Linked DNA regions of Mus musculus: region 1 is linked to region 2. A link is a contact called in public Hi-C data. All regions are on one chromosome and are shown on one strand. The core of a region is the stretch at or near the end of the contact, and the rest is flanking DNA. Distances in the headings are between cores, read along the strand shown.

Region 1 (6,685 bases), core at 1,211-3,710, 590 kb before region 2:
AAAAACTTCAGTTATGCTGGGCAGTGGTGGCACACGCCTTTAATCCTAGCACTTGGGAGGCAGAGGTAGGTAGATTTCTAAGTTTGAGGCCAGCCTGGTCTACAGAGTGAGTTCCACAACAGCCAGGGCTACACAGAGAAAAAAACCACCCCACCCCACACCCACTCCAAAAAAGAACTTGAGTTATGCAAGCTACACAACGTCAGTCACAGTTCCAGGAACAAAATGGTGGTCTCCTGGGGCTCAGAGATGGATTTATGAGATATGGAAGTGTGAAGGTTGGTAAGAAAAGTCAAAGCCTCTAAGGCCACCGAAGCGCACACAAGCCTACTTAAGAAGCTAATTTTATGTTGTTTGTACTTTACTACAGTTTTTACATTTTCTCCTGCCCCAGTCCTAATGAACACCCAAGAAAGACTGACAGGCGATGGGAGGGAAGACCATGGGCACCAACACAAGTGGCTCCAGTGGCAGCTAAACCTCTTTTAGTCCAGTTTGCTCACAGCAAATACACCTGCCTCCTGGCACGCCTCCTTCCCAGCATCCCATTTCTAGCCACTTACCAAGCCCAGGGCACTGGAGCTGAAACTGCTTGGTGAGCACTGGATAGACGCTGACTGCAAAAATTCATGGACACTTTACCTTTGCCTTCAAAGTAAGTGTTAAGTTCAGCCCTGGAGTCCCATCATGTTAAGGAGCTGAGAAAAACTTTTAATTCTTTTCCCTCTGTGCATTAGAGATTGAACCCAGAAGCAAGGTGCATGCTCTGCCACTGGGCTGCCAGAGGCTATTTTCTAGTGTTCATTTTGACTCTGGGTCTCATTGAGTGGCTAGACTTGCAGCTGGGCCACCAGGCTCTGCTGTCTGCCATTCTATCATCACCAAGTACCTTAGATACTTATCTTGTTGCTGTGATCAAACACCTGACAAGGAGAAACTTGGGGGTGGGGCGCCCCTGACCCCTCTCCCTTTCACACACATGCTCATGAGTTGCCAGGAAAGACAAGGTGAGGACCCAGCCATCTGTGGGTGCTTGTCTGGGACTCCTCACAAGCTCCACAGGCCACCCCAGGGGCCTACTTCATCTGAAAGCACCACAAGCCAGGGATGCATTCAGACATGGCGCTCATAAGCCTGTTTTAGACTTAGGCTGCCAGGGTTGGCCAGAAGAGCCGAGAGGAAGCGGAAGAGAGGTTTCCTCCCCTCTGCTGCTTCCCCATCAGGCCTCTGGTGAAGGAAGGTGGGGCCTTCACCAGCCTCCTCTTCCTTAGATTGGGCTGGAGCACTGGGGACCAACTTTAACCATTAAGTATATTGTCTTAAAGTCTCCTCCTCCAGTCCTGTGTAACATTGACCTTCTGCGACTTGGCCTCAAGTTTTGATGTTTTGTTTTGTTTTATTTAATTTTATTCTATCTAGAATAATTTAACCCCTTTATTAGAGATAAGATCTCAGATTTATATCATTGGTAACACTTCTTATGGGCTCATTGACCCTAAGGGAGTTTACATCTCAGCAGTAGCTTTAGAAGTGTCAGGAACCTTGAACATTCCAGTCTTCCTGGGACCTGACAACACTGCCCATTTCAGGAGATTACATCACCCCTTTACCAAAAACAAAAGGGCTGGGCTGCTGGACAAAGCTGGGAAGGGAGAGAGGCTGGGGACATTTGTTTTGCTTGATGCTCACTGCCCAGGTTCTGGGTGAGACTTGTTTGAGATCTAACATACAGCATGTGACAATTTTCCAACATGACCCATACCCAAAAGACATTTTTTCCTCTATAGGAATGAGCCCAGTGATCTAGATATTCACAACTACTCTGCGTGTGTCTGTAGATGGAGACAGACAACATGAAAAAGTTACTAAGTATTCCCTCTCTTAGGAAGACAAGGATAATATAATTATTCTACTAAGCAGAATAACGTTGCCTGTCCAACAGCTAACATTCTTTTTTCTTTTTAGTATCTGTAACCCTGGGACTACTAAGCAGCCATAAAAACTTATATCTAAGGGTCTCAAAAGCTGTGGCATCAGGCTGCTTCCTTAGACTACCTATGAAAAGTAAAAATAAAATCAAAAGTATCCAGGTGTGGAAGGGCAGAGACAAAGGTAGACAACAGGTATAGACAAAGGAGTCCCAGTAACAACAGTAAGATCATATTGTCTCAGAGGAACTGGCTTGGAGACCCAGTCTAAGCAGCAGGCACTAGGATACACTAAAGCATCTACCCACAGTCTTTCTCCCCAGAGTGCACAGCTAAGGGACTTCCCATAGAAAAATTGGCCATGTACCTCAGGGGCTGTTTTGAGGTGGGGCCCTGAATCCATTTGACTAGAAAGGTTTCCAGAATTCCCGGGGTCTGGGCAGAGGGAGGGGAGAGGGAGAGGCTGCTATACTCCTGCCAACACAGTAGCTCAGGCCATCCTGCCCAGCCAAGTCTGCAGAGCAGAGCTCAGTGGCAGAGACTATAATGTCTGCTCATAACCAGATGGAGGAGCTCTTCCTTTGCTGTTAGCAATACCAGTGCCATTTTCATGTTCTGAGCAGGATCCAAAACTCCCTCCTCCTCGTGGGACAAGTCCCTTGTTTCAGTTGGTCTTTTTGTGTCAAAAAAGAGATCTATGGGAGAGCAGCTCAACTCCAAGGAACACGTGAACAGGCTTTAGGGGTGAACATGAGCTTGCAATCTAGTTTATCCAGCTTAATCCAGCTGAACAGGTGGCTGATTTCCTCAGAGAAAGGTCTTCTTAATCACCCTGGAAAAAGGGGTCCCTGCAGCATACATACAGGCAGAATATCCACTCATAGGTTCACTCAAAGCTTACAACATTCCCTCCCAATGTTTTCGTATGGGAGACTTGACTGTCAGCCCTCTTAGGAAAGATCTCTGGAGACACACATCCCTACCCCACCTGTTAGCTTTACTACAATGCTTCCTTAGGGCTTGATCAGAGCCCTCTTAGACCCTGTAGGATCGAGACCTGGAGTCCAGTCTCAGTACCTTGCCTTTTCCTGCAACTTCCTGTTTGAGATTTCCTTATCTCTCAAAGAATCTGGAGTAGTGACCAGTATTCTGGAGAATCGGTAAGTTTCCACCTTCCTGGGGCTCACTCCTCTTTTCCCTCCAGCTGAACAGTGTTTCCAGCAGCACAAGAATCCAGGGTGTAGGGACATCTTGCTGGGGCCTCCACATGCTATAGAAGTAATAATATGTCTTCCCAGTGAGGAACACTCCACACATTCAGAGGTTAATGAAAGGAAAGCTCTTTGACAATACTACACAACTGATTCTAGCTAATATACAAAAGGGGACCGGCCTTGAACAGAAGTTTTTGCCAGCTTGTGTAGTCTTTAGGTCTATTCACTCCACATATGCTCTCATCCTTTTTCAGGTCTCAGCCCCAAGTTACACTTTGAATATCAACAGAGACAGGAGGCTGCAAATTGGACACTTGGACAGATGGAGGTTTATACAGCAAAGCTATTGCCAGAATTATTTTAAGGACACTAGTGTTGTTGAATAGTTACTCAAGTTCATCTTCCTACCAGACAGAACTATGCTATTCCTGATAATAGCACAGGGCATAAAATGCCAGATCAAGATTTAATGACTGTCATGACACTGCACAGCCCCTGACGCCCATGTTATTTGCTATGGGGATGGGCCTAGTGTGTGGTTGTAAGTCAGGGTTGTCCCTTGCTATGGGAATGAAGTCCAACTGGAAGTCAATTTTAGTGAACAAACATTAACAGAAACTTCCTCAGCAAGCCTAAATCTCAGAAAATTTGTGGCACAAATTTTCTATAGTTTCTAAAAAGCATGGTTAGAGTTAAGGCCTAGCTAACTGTTACCTGGCTAGCCCGCCATTTTGTGTTGTTACTAATGTTATAAGGAAACTTTCTCATGTGCTGTTACTAGGATGTTCTGTGCTTTGCTGTTCTTGGAAACCAATCACAACAGAACAACGGAAGTCAGTTAGAACTGCTTTGTATAGTTAGCCACAATAAGCTTGGACCTGAACCAACCACCCAACAGCACTTCCCACAGGGGTGGATGAGCTTTTATGGTATTTGCCTTTTATAAGCTGCCCCTGGGATGGACCCCAACATAAGAGAGATACCTGCACCAATGTAAGAAACTATTTGGAGTAAGACTTTCATTCTGAGTAGGGACTGAGTAAAGTTTAAATTCCTAAGTTCTCTTTAGGAACTGGCATGGTACTTGGCAGAAAGAGACATGTCTGTGTTTAACTGGCATCCTGGGTGACAAGTTAAGACATAAATATTAGACAAGTCCCATCCTGGTTGAGACATTAAGACATGAATGATATAGGCAAGTCCCCTGCCACAGTTGAATACCCCAACTCCAATGGGAGCAGGCCAAGTGTGCAACAGACATGTTCCTAAGGAAATCCCCTACCCCTAAATCCTGACTGGTGAAATAACTTGGTACAGATGTTTTTAAAAGCCCTATGGGATCTTGACACATCAGTCATTCCTAAGGCTGACATGTGGCCCTGATCAGTCTTGGGGTGTGGCGTTCAATAAACCATTCATGATTTGACTGCGATCAATGTCTGAGTGGTTTGTGTGGCGATTTCCAGGCTCCCAACCGTTAACACACTAAGATCTACTTTATTTCCTAAGCAAGTTTTTCTTTTTATCTTTTGGTTTTTCAAGACAGAGTGGTTGCCCTGGAACTCAGTATGTAAAATAGGCTGGCCTCAAACTCACAGAGATCCAGCTGCCTCTGCCTCTCAAGTGCTGGGATTAAAGGAGTGCGCCACCACACTAGGCTATGGTATTTGTTTCTTAAAAGTAAACCTCCCATTAGGGGACCACATATCAAATACCCTACATATCAGATACTTATGATTCATAAGAGTAGCTAAATTAATTATGAAATAGCAGTGAAATAATTTTATGTATAGGTGTCACAACACAAGGAACAGAGTTGAAGAGTTGCATAGTTAGGGAGGTTGAGAACCATTGCTTTAGCACATCAACTCTATTGTATCAGGTTTCTCCTGCTCCTTTCCACTTCTTGATGGTCAGAAGCAGGCGCACAGCCACCAGCCCACCGCATGGAACCATGGGCGCTCTGTCCCACAGAATCTGGCCAGCCTGTAGCCAGGCAGCTTGTCAGGCTCGCCTTCAGGTTTCTGTCCCTAAAACTGGGCCTCCATGACAAGGAAAGCATGACAGCCCAGCTGGGTAAGGGGTGAGGCCCATGCCTAGAAACAGCTTGGGAGAAACTGACTGGTGTGCAGCCACTACCCCTGGAATGCTTGTAGCCCTTAGCTTTATGGTCTTCAGTTAAGACCTCGGCCACCGAGCCTCAGAGACACACAGCAGCTCCGGCCTCTGGATTTTGGACCCACAGAGAAGTGCAGCAATGTAGCTTATGCCACCAAGTTTTGGGTTGATTTGTTAGAGTAGTATTAACTAGGTATTACAACAGAACACAGGAGAAATCCAGTTATCTCAATAGACAAGGGGAAAGCATTGACAGAGCTTAGCAACTAGTAAAGAAAGCCAAGTGTAGAAAGAAAGCTGCAGGGCTGGAGAGATGGCTCAGTGGGTAAGAGCACTGACTGCTCTTCTAGAAGGTCCTGAGTTCAATTCCCAGCAACCACATGGTGGCTCACAATCATAGCAATGGGATCTGATGCCCTCTTTTGGTGTGTCTGAGAACAGTGACAGTGTACTCACATACATAAAATCAATAAAATCTTAAGAAAAAAAAGGGGGGCAGGAGAGATGGCTCAGTGGTTAAGAGCACTGACTGCTCTTCCAGAGGTCCTGAGTTCAATTCCCAGCAACCCTATTGGTGGCTCACAACTATGTCTGAAGAGAGCAATGGTGTGTGTGTATATATATATATATATATATATACAAACAGAAGGTCCTTTCAGAGAAAAAAAACATTATATATATATATATATATATATATATATATATATATATATATATATCAATCACACACACACACACACACACACACACACACACACACACACACACGCACGCTCGCACAAACCTTTGGCAAGTGTAGATTTTGTATTGATTGTCTTCCTCCTCTCCTTTCCTCCTCTTCCTCCCTTTTGACTTGGCTGGCCTGGAGTTCAGGGAGTTCAGGCAGCCCCACCTCTCGGGTTCTGGGATTAAAGCCATATACCACCATGCCTGCCTGGCCTTATCATTTCTTAGCATTATATCGTTGTGAAGGAAAAAAAAAGTATATACAACAAGAAGGTAGACACAGGTCTAAAGAGTATTGTTAGATGGAAGGCTGCCAGATGCTATATCAACATTAAAGATCTATTTTGTTTTCTTTTTGTCAAGACTAAGTAATTAAACACTGAAAATATAAAAGCTACTTTTCAAAGTGAAGGCATGGAACAAACTCTTACACAAAGTCTTAAATGAAGGTTGGCAAAATGGTTCAGAAGTTAAGAATACGTGTTACTTTTGAAGAGGACTTGGGTTCAATTCCAGCACCCTCGAGGTGGCTCACCACTGTCTGTAACAGGGACCCAGTGCCTGTTATTGGCATCTAAAGGCATCAGGCACACATTGGTGCACAGATATTCCTACAGGCCAAAGCATCCACACATTTAAAAATAAATAAAATCAAAAACCTTCACATGAAGAATAAATCCATGAGCCAGACACAGAAAA
Region 2 (6,662 bases), core at 509-3,008:
ACCTGAGGCTTCTCTTGACTTGGTCAAGTTTTCCCACCCTTCTGCCAAGAAGCTATCCAAATACTGTCTGCTGTGCCTCCTGCCTTGCTGGGCTCCCACTACTCAGCAAGGAGACAGTTTCCAGTCTCTTGGGGCCCTCCTAGAGTCAACAAAGTAAACAGCAGGAATCTGAAGTATGTGGGTGCAGAAGCCACCCATTATGGGCAAACCATACATACACACATGTGCACACGTACACACAAACACACATACACACACCCTTTACCCTAGTTCCCAGTCTCCGTATAAAGGCTTAGCAAGTACTGCCAGCAGGGATAGACGTGTCTACAGCAGGATACAGATACCTTATCTGTGGTGTGGACTGTCCTAGTGGGCTCAGATGATGTGGGCCTGGTAAGGAAGACATGTCCAGACAGAAGTACAGATGAGCCAAACAGAATATTGCTGACTCTTGCTTTTAATAACTATTTGATTGGTACCTACTGTGTGCCAGGTGCTAAGCTGGGTGACCGAGACATGACGTCTGCCATCATATAACTTGGTCAAGTGGAGACAGTAGAAAACCGGTCAGGTAATTGTAGCATACTACTAAAAGCTCACGGGTGAGCTGTAATGTCCCGTGGGAGAGCAGCCAAAGGATTGCAGTGGATGGGTACGGTGGAGAGCCAGGCTGATCCAAGTCATTATTCTCTGAGGCTCTCATGTGTGGAAGGAATGTCTGAGTCTTGGTGGGCTTAGTAATGGCCTGGGACCCTGGCCTTGGGGAGCTGAAGCTTTGGATCCTAAAACCAAACCCTTCCCACCCTAGGGGCCTATAGTTGTCAGTCCCAAATTTGTGTGCTCCTCTCTGATGCCCTGTATTCCCCTTGTGCAACACTGCCTGATTAGCTTCCTGCTGACTTTGTCATACTGTAGGATAGCTTTTCAGTGGCACTGTCTCACTTATACCCTGAAAACAGTATATACGGTGCCAAACTTCTTTAAAAGCTGTGTGACAAAAGACATATCTTATTCGAGACCTCCTGAGCCCACCTGTTCTATCTTCTTTATCTCTGAACCCCCTGGTCCTTCCTCCTTAGGACCGTGCCCCTCTACTGGTACAGGTTAGGGTACCAGGCACCTGGAGTCCTGTACATTACAGCAGCGGGGAAGGCCCGGGATGAAAGGGCACTGGCTACACAGGCTGAGGCTCCAGGATGTAGTGAGATGAGGACAGGCTGGGGGGAAGAAGAGATGAGGTCTGCTGCCATCTTATGGTCAACCTGAAATAGGGACAGCCTTATGTAAGGGAGGGATGGGACGGCTACAATATAAGGACTATTGTGCCACCTTATGGAAAGGTGACACAGAAGAGACCAGAATGGGGGAAAAAACTAACAGAATGCTTGAACAAGGATCAGGGCAAGAGATGGCAGTGGCCTGGAACAGGAGGTGACAAGAGAGATGGAGAAGAGAGCCATAACGGAAATGTGGTAAGGAAGTAAATTGGCCCATCTGGTCACTTTGCGTCATAACATTCTAATGTGAAGATGGCAGCCAGCATACCCAGCGAAGACGGGTTCCCCAGGCTATGGTCCTTCTCTGAGCCTAATGGATAGTCATCCCTGCCTGGTGACATCCATCGCCACTAGACAGTGCAAACATTGGAGCCTCAGCATTGGCCTGGTGCCCGAAAAAAGACTTTGGGCAGCTGTGTTCTGCCCTGGGGACAGACGGGGCTATTTTGAAAGCAGACTGGGGACTCACAGACAGCTGCCAGGCATTCTCCACAAGCCAAGCTAAGCTCATTGGCCCCACTTCAAAGCCAGAATAGCATCTGTCTGTCCTAGCCTCCGGAAAGAAGAGGTCAGTGAATGACGGCCAATGTGTATGCTTGTCACACGGCTCCTGTTCAAAACACAATTGTCCCAACGCCAGCCACCTTCCTGATTCATGCTTCTCATGTATGCACATGCACACAGAGAAATGTTCAATGTCTGAGACTAAGGCAGGTAAGGAATCTCTGGAGATTTCGGCTTGACAGTGCCTCTCTCGGTTAGAAACCCAGAAAATAGTTTTCTTTTCTCGAGGACTTTGTAACTGACCCAGGAAGTGAGATGAGTCCCGGTTACAGTTGTCTATACACGTTGACTAGACTGACTCTCGGTGACATCTGTGACATGAGCAAGACCCTGTCTCCAGATGTGCTAGGTCTTCAAACCAAGGCTGTGCTAAGGTTCTGGAGGCTAATACAGGAACCTCTGAGGTCTGCTCATGAGCAGAAGTCCTGGCCATCTCAGTCACTACAATTCTACTACACACAAAGACCAGAGGAGCCAGCTAACTCCTCCCTCCCCATGACCTGTGATGGGAGAACATGGGGGAAATGGCAGCCCACAGTTCTCTTCAGAAGAGATTAAATGGGATCAAGTCATCTATGGGCTAGGCATCCAAGAATAATTGTATCAACCTGACATATATACAAAACCAACAGTCAATAAGCATACAAAGCAGAAATACCAGTTGGATTTCCATGATACTCAGAAACAAGACAAGGATGTCTGCTGCAAAAATGTTGTAGAAGTTCCAGGCAGCTCAATAAGACAGTCAAGGCGAAGGAGTTGTATTAGGAAGGCAAAATATCTTCTTGCTTGCAAAGGACAATCCTACTGAGATAACCCAAGAAAGTCGGCCCAAAAAAGGACTAACTTCTACCACCTCTGGTCCACACAGGCCAGTTTTCTCCATTTTCTCAAGGGAAAATAAACTCTAATTATCACCATGAGGTACATTTCAAAACAAATAGTTAGGCATAGCAGGCTAGGAGCATGGAGCGGCTGAAGGAGTGCTTGCTTAACACATGAGGCCCTGGGTTTGATTGCCTGCATTGTAGAAAATGCTATAATATTATACTTCTGTAATTCTGTAATTCTAGCCCTTGGGAAGTGGAGGCAGAAGGGTCAGAAGTTCAAGGTTATCCACATATTCAGATAGAAAGATAGATAGATAGATAGATAGATAGATAGATAGATAGGTAGATAGATAGATTGATAGATTGAAGCCAGCCTGAATTACATAAGACCCTATGTTAAAAAAAAGAAATATGCAGGGGCTGGAGAGATGGCTCAGCAGTTAAGAGCACTGACTGCTCTTCCAGAGGTCCTGAGTTCAATTCCCAGCAACCACATGGTGGCTCACAACCTTCTGTAACGGGATCTGATTCCCTCTTCTGGTGTGTCTGAAAGTGTACTCATATACATTAGATAGATAGATAGATAGATAGATAGATAGATAGATAGATAGATAGATAGATAGATGTAAATAATTTAGCATATAATAGTAAACTAATATAACAATGTAACCAGTTAAAATACTCCCGAGAAGAAAATTCACAAAAACAAACCAAGGACTACTAAGCTTAGTAAAAAATGTATAAAGTGTGTTTGAACTGAAAAAGTAAACATATGAATAAATGGAGAAGATGAGGGATATCCAGATTGTATGGATGTATATCCTCCTCCAAGTCAGACAGTTCACTGCAGCTGTCACTGCTCACTGCAATCCTCTCCCTCACTGCAGTCCTCCCCATCACCCCTCACTGCAGCCCTCCCCCCTCACTGCAGCCTCCCCCTCACTGCAGCCCTCCCCCTCACTGCAGTCCTCCCCCATCACTGCAGTCCTCCCCCATCACCCCTCACTGCAGCCCTCCCCCTCACCGCAGCCCTCCCCCTCACCGCAGCCCTCCCCCTCACTGCAGCTCTGAGGTCCCACTTTTCTGGAACTATGCATTTCCCCAAAAACAACCCATATGCCAGCCCTTCAACCAGGTGAATTGGTACTTGTTACTGAGATGCCCTGCTCCCAGCATGACCTGCTGTCATAGCTTATGTCTGCCCCTCCTGCATCCCAACTTTTCCTTCCCTAGTAGGCCACGAACCTTCAAGGTCAGCCTAAGTCTGCAGCATGTCAAAGAACTCATGCTAGCTATTGGTGAGAGTGGGGAACAGACAAACTTCTCCATAGAGGTAGCAGGAGGGACTGCACCCCACCCTATTCAGTGCCCCAGCAGGACCCTCAGAGACACCTACTTTGGGCTTAGCAATCTCCTTGATCCTCTCGATTTCTTCGTCGGACATCACATCATAGTACCTGACGATGTGTGGGCTGTCCCACTCGTCTTCCTCTTTGAAGGGGGCGATGAGGAGCTGTGGCACTCTGTTTCCATGATGGTACCTACAGAAAAGCTTCTTCTGCCTCCGGGGTGTCTGCGGAGCACAGAGCACAGGGCCTGAGCAGAGTGAGTCCTTACTCTCGGTCCCAGACCGGCTGTCTGCATGCACTGGTCTCACCCTCTATGACCAAGACTGTTTTCAGCTTCACCACAGAAGAAAACCTCAGTAGGAAGTGACCTCACCCCAATCACACAGCTCCCCCTTCTCTCAGAAGATCACTCATTTCCACAGCCCCTGTGGCAGAGAGCACTCCACGACCCTTTCCATGGAGATTAGAATAAGTCTGAAGGACTATTGATGGGGGGACGCCGTTCCACACAGAAACTATTGAGAGCCAGTCAGGGGTCCAGGAAAGGTGAGAGCCTCCCTCATGCGGAGCTGTGAAGGTCACTGGGACCCTGTGGCTCTCAAAACAAACCCCAGCAAGTACTGTCTTTGTTTACCACTGCATCTTACATGTCATTTACACGACGACTACCTTGGGGACCTGAGGTTCATCTACACCCATCGTTTTCTTCAAACCAATGAGTCAAATGATAGCTAGGCACACTGGGGTGAGTGGGACACACAATAATGCCCTACAGGATGGTACTTGGTACTTCTCCCTGTAGCACCAAGGAGACAATCTCCTGCCCTGTGCATCAGGGAATGCCCACCTACCAGCCTCAGCAGATGTGGAGAAAAATACAAATAGGCAGTGGAACTTTCCATGGTGCCTGCCCAGAGCCAGCGCTCAGATCTCCAGCCTGACCACCAGCCCCTTCCCAGGTCTCACCAGTTTCACGCCCTCCCCTCGACACAGGCTCTCGTACACATCCCTCTCAGGCAGGTAGTCCGTGGGCCTCTCGTACAAGTTTTCCTGGGTGGCCAGTCCGGCGTCTGTCTGATTTGACAGTGATTTCCCTCTTTCTTCCTCTAACAACCGTTCAAAGTACCGCAGATTCCCTCCAGCTCGTTCGTGGCTTGGGTCTGGGAAAGGTGAAAGGTGGGAACAAGGAAACAGCAGACATCTGTGAGATCATCTACAGAAACTGGTCTGCGAGCTGCTTCTTGCCCAGCAGCCCATGGGTACCCTATGCTTTGCTGGCTGCAGCACCTAACCGGGGCACGCCACTCAGGACCAAAGAGCCAACAGCTCCTTCATCTTGTCCAATGATGAGGGAAACATGTCATCGAAGCAGAGCATGTTTACCTAGTAACTGGGGACAGGGGGAGGGGAGAATTCCGTCTCAGGTCTCCTGGAGGCCCCTCAAGTTCTGAATTCTGCCTCCTCCCTGTAATTAGCTGTAGCAATTTAAAGTCATGCCCCTCAGACGTAGCCTGGTCTAGCAACCATACCACACACTGGCTACAGTTAGGGGACAAGCTGAGATACTGGTGAAAGAGAAGGGCTGCAAGGCAGGCCAGATAGCTTGGCAGGGAAAGGTGCTTGCTGCCAAGCCTGACAACCTGAGTTTGATCCCCAGGACCCACACACTGTGAAATGAAAGAACCAAGTCCCTAGAGTTCCACTGTGGCACTTGCATACTGACCCACACGCACAATTAGTTAATTAAATATCATCATAACTCTTTATTTAAAAATAGAAGAGTCACAGCTCTGGTGGACATCACAATATCTGAAGCAACCACCACAGCAGGATTTCTGTGTCGCTCTCTAGACAAGTCTGAGTGAGTCCCAGAGATGTTCAGTGACGTAAGGTGAGACCACACAGGAGAAGAACCAGGATGTCCTGACCTCTTACTAACTCACTTGATAGGATCTATAAAGCCCTCTCCCCTTGTTGGTCTTGCAGGATGCTCACATGTGAGCTGACCCCACACTTGGGCCCCTGGAAAACAGTGACAAAGCCAAGCCCTCGCTGCTCCGTGAAACCCAAGACAAAAACATTCCCAGGTATTAGTAAGAGGTGCAACTAGCAAGCTTTAAAGACTCAGTGCTTTGGGCCTTGTTCTGTCCCTCATCACCTGACATACAAAGTACACATGGCATGCTAAGTCCTACTTTAGACCTCAGGTCACCGAGAGCTGGGACTGCTGTCACTGTAGCAATCTGGAAGTAGTACAGCTTGCTTCTCAAGCTCTGATTAACACAGTGAAGGGTCCACCCTGCATAGTGGTACAAGCACCACAACCCTTGCTCCTTATTGTTAAAAGTGCCATGGTGCGCACACATGTGCACATGCACTCGCACACGCATGACCATGAACATGCATGCACATGAGCTACACACATGAATGCACAAGGATGTCAGAGGCATCTAATATGAGGAGTGTGTATAAGAAGCTACTCGGTGATTAAAAATCATTTAAGACAATCGTCACATTGTAACGATTAACAATCGAACTGATACACTTCCAAGAGATGATCAAGCAGGTGTGTCAAGTTCCCTTGCTACCCCCAGCCCCTAATCTCCTTACCAAGAGAGAGCAGGCGGCGGGTGAGTTCCACA

The links. A called contact is a pair of places that touch in the nucleus more often than the background predicts.
Region 1: a Hi-C map of cortical neurons shows a contact between it and region 2, with 6 times the contacts expected there. The contact joins two enhancer-like sites. A contact is called at or near these places in 2 of 484 Hi-C or Micro-C datasets (both in cortical neurons) and 1 of 9 other capture datasets (embryonic stem cells).

The regions. Positions count from the first base shown.
Region 1 is chr11:54,705,611-54,712,295 of GRCm38.p6, reverse strand. No RefSeq gene overlaps it. Among named protein-coding and RNA genes, the nearest start is that of Cdc42se2, 79 kb to the left of the region's middle. Within about 2 kb of position 2,460, at least 21 of the 459 cell types and tissues checked have an H3K27ac peak or open chromatin away from gene starts, as enhancers often do. A contact at or near this core is called in cortical neurons, where this site is marked.
Region 2 is chr11:54,117,652-54,124,313 of GRCm38.p6, reverse strand. It overlaps P4ha2 (procollagen-proline, 2-oxoglutarate 4-dioxygenase (proline 4-hydroxylase), alpha II polypeptide), which reads right to left. Exons shown (of 16, transcript NM_001136076.2): 7 at 6,631-6,662; 8 at 4,987-5,180; 9 at 4,068-4,244. Among named protein-coding and RNA genes, the nearest start is that of P4ha2, 20 kb to the right of the region's middle. Within about 2 kb of position 1,758, at least 62 of the 459 cell types and tissues checked have an H3K27ac peak or open chromatin away from gene starts, as enhancers often do. A contact at or near this core is called in cortical neurons, where this site is marked.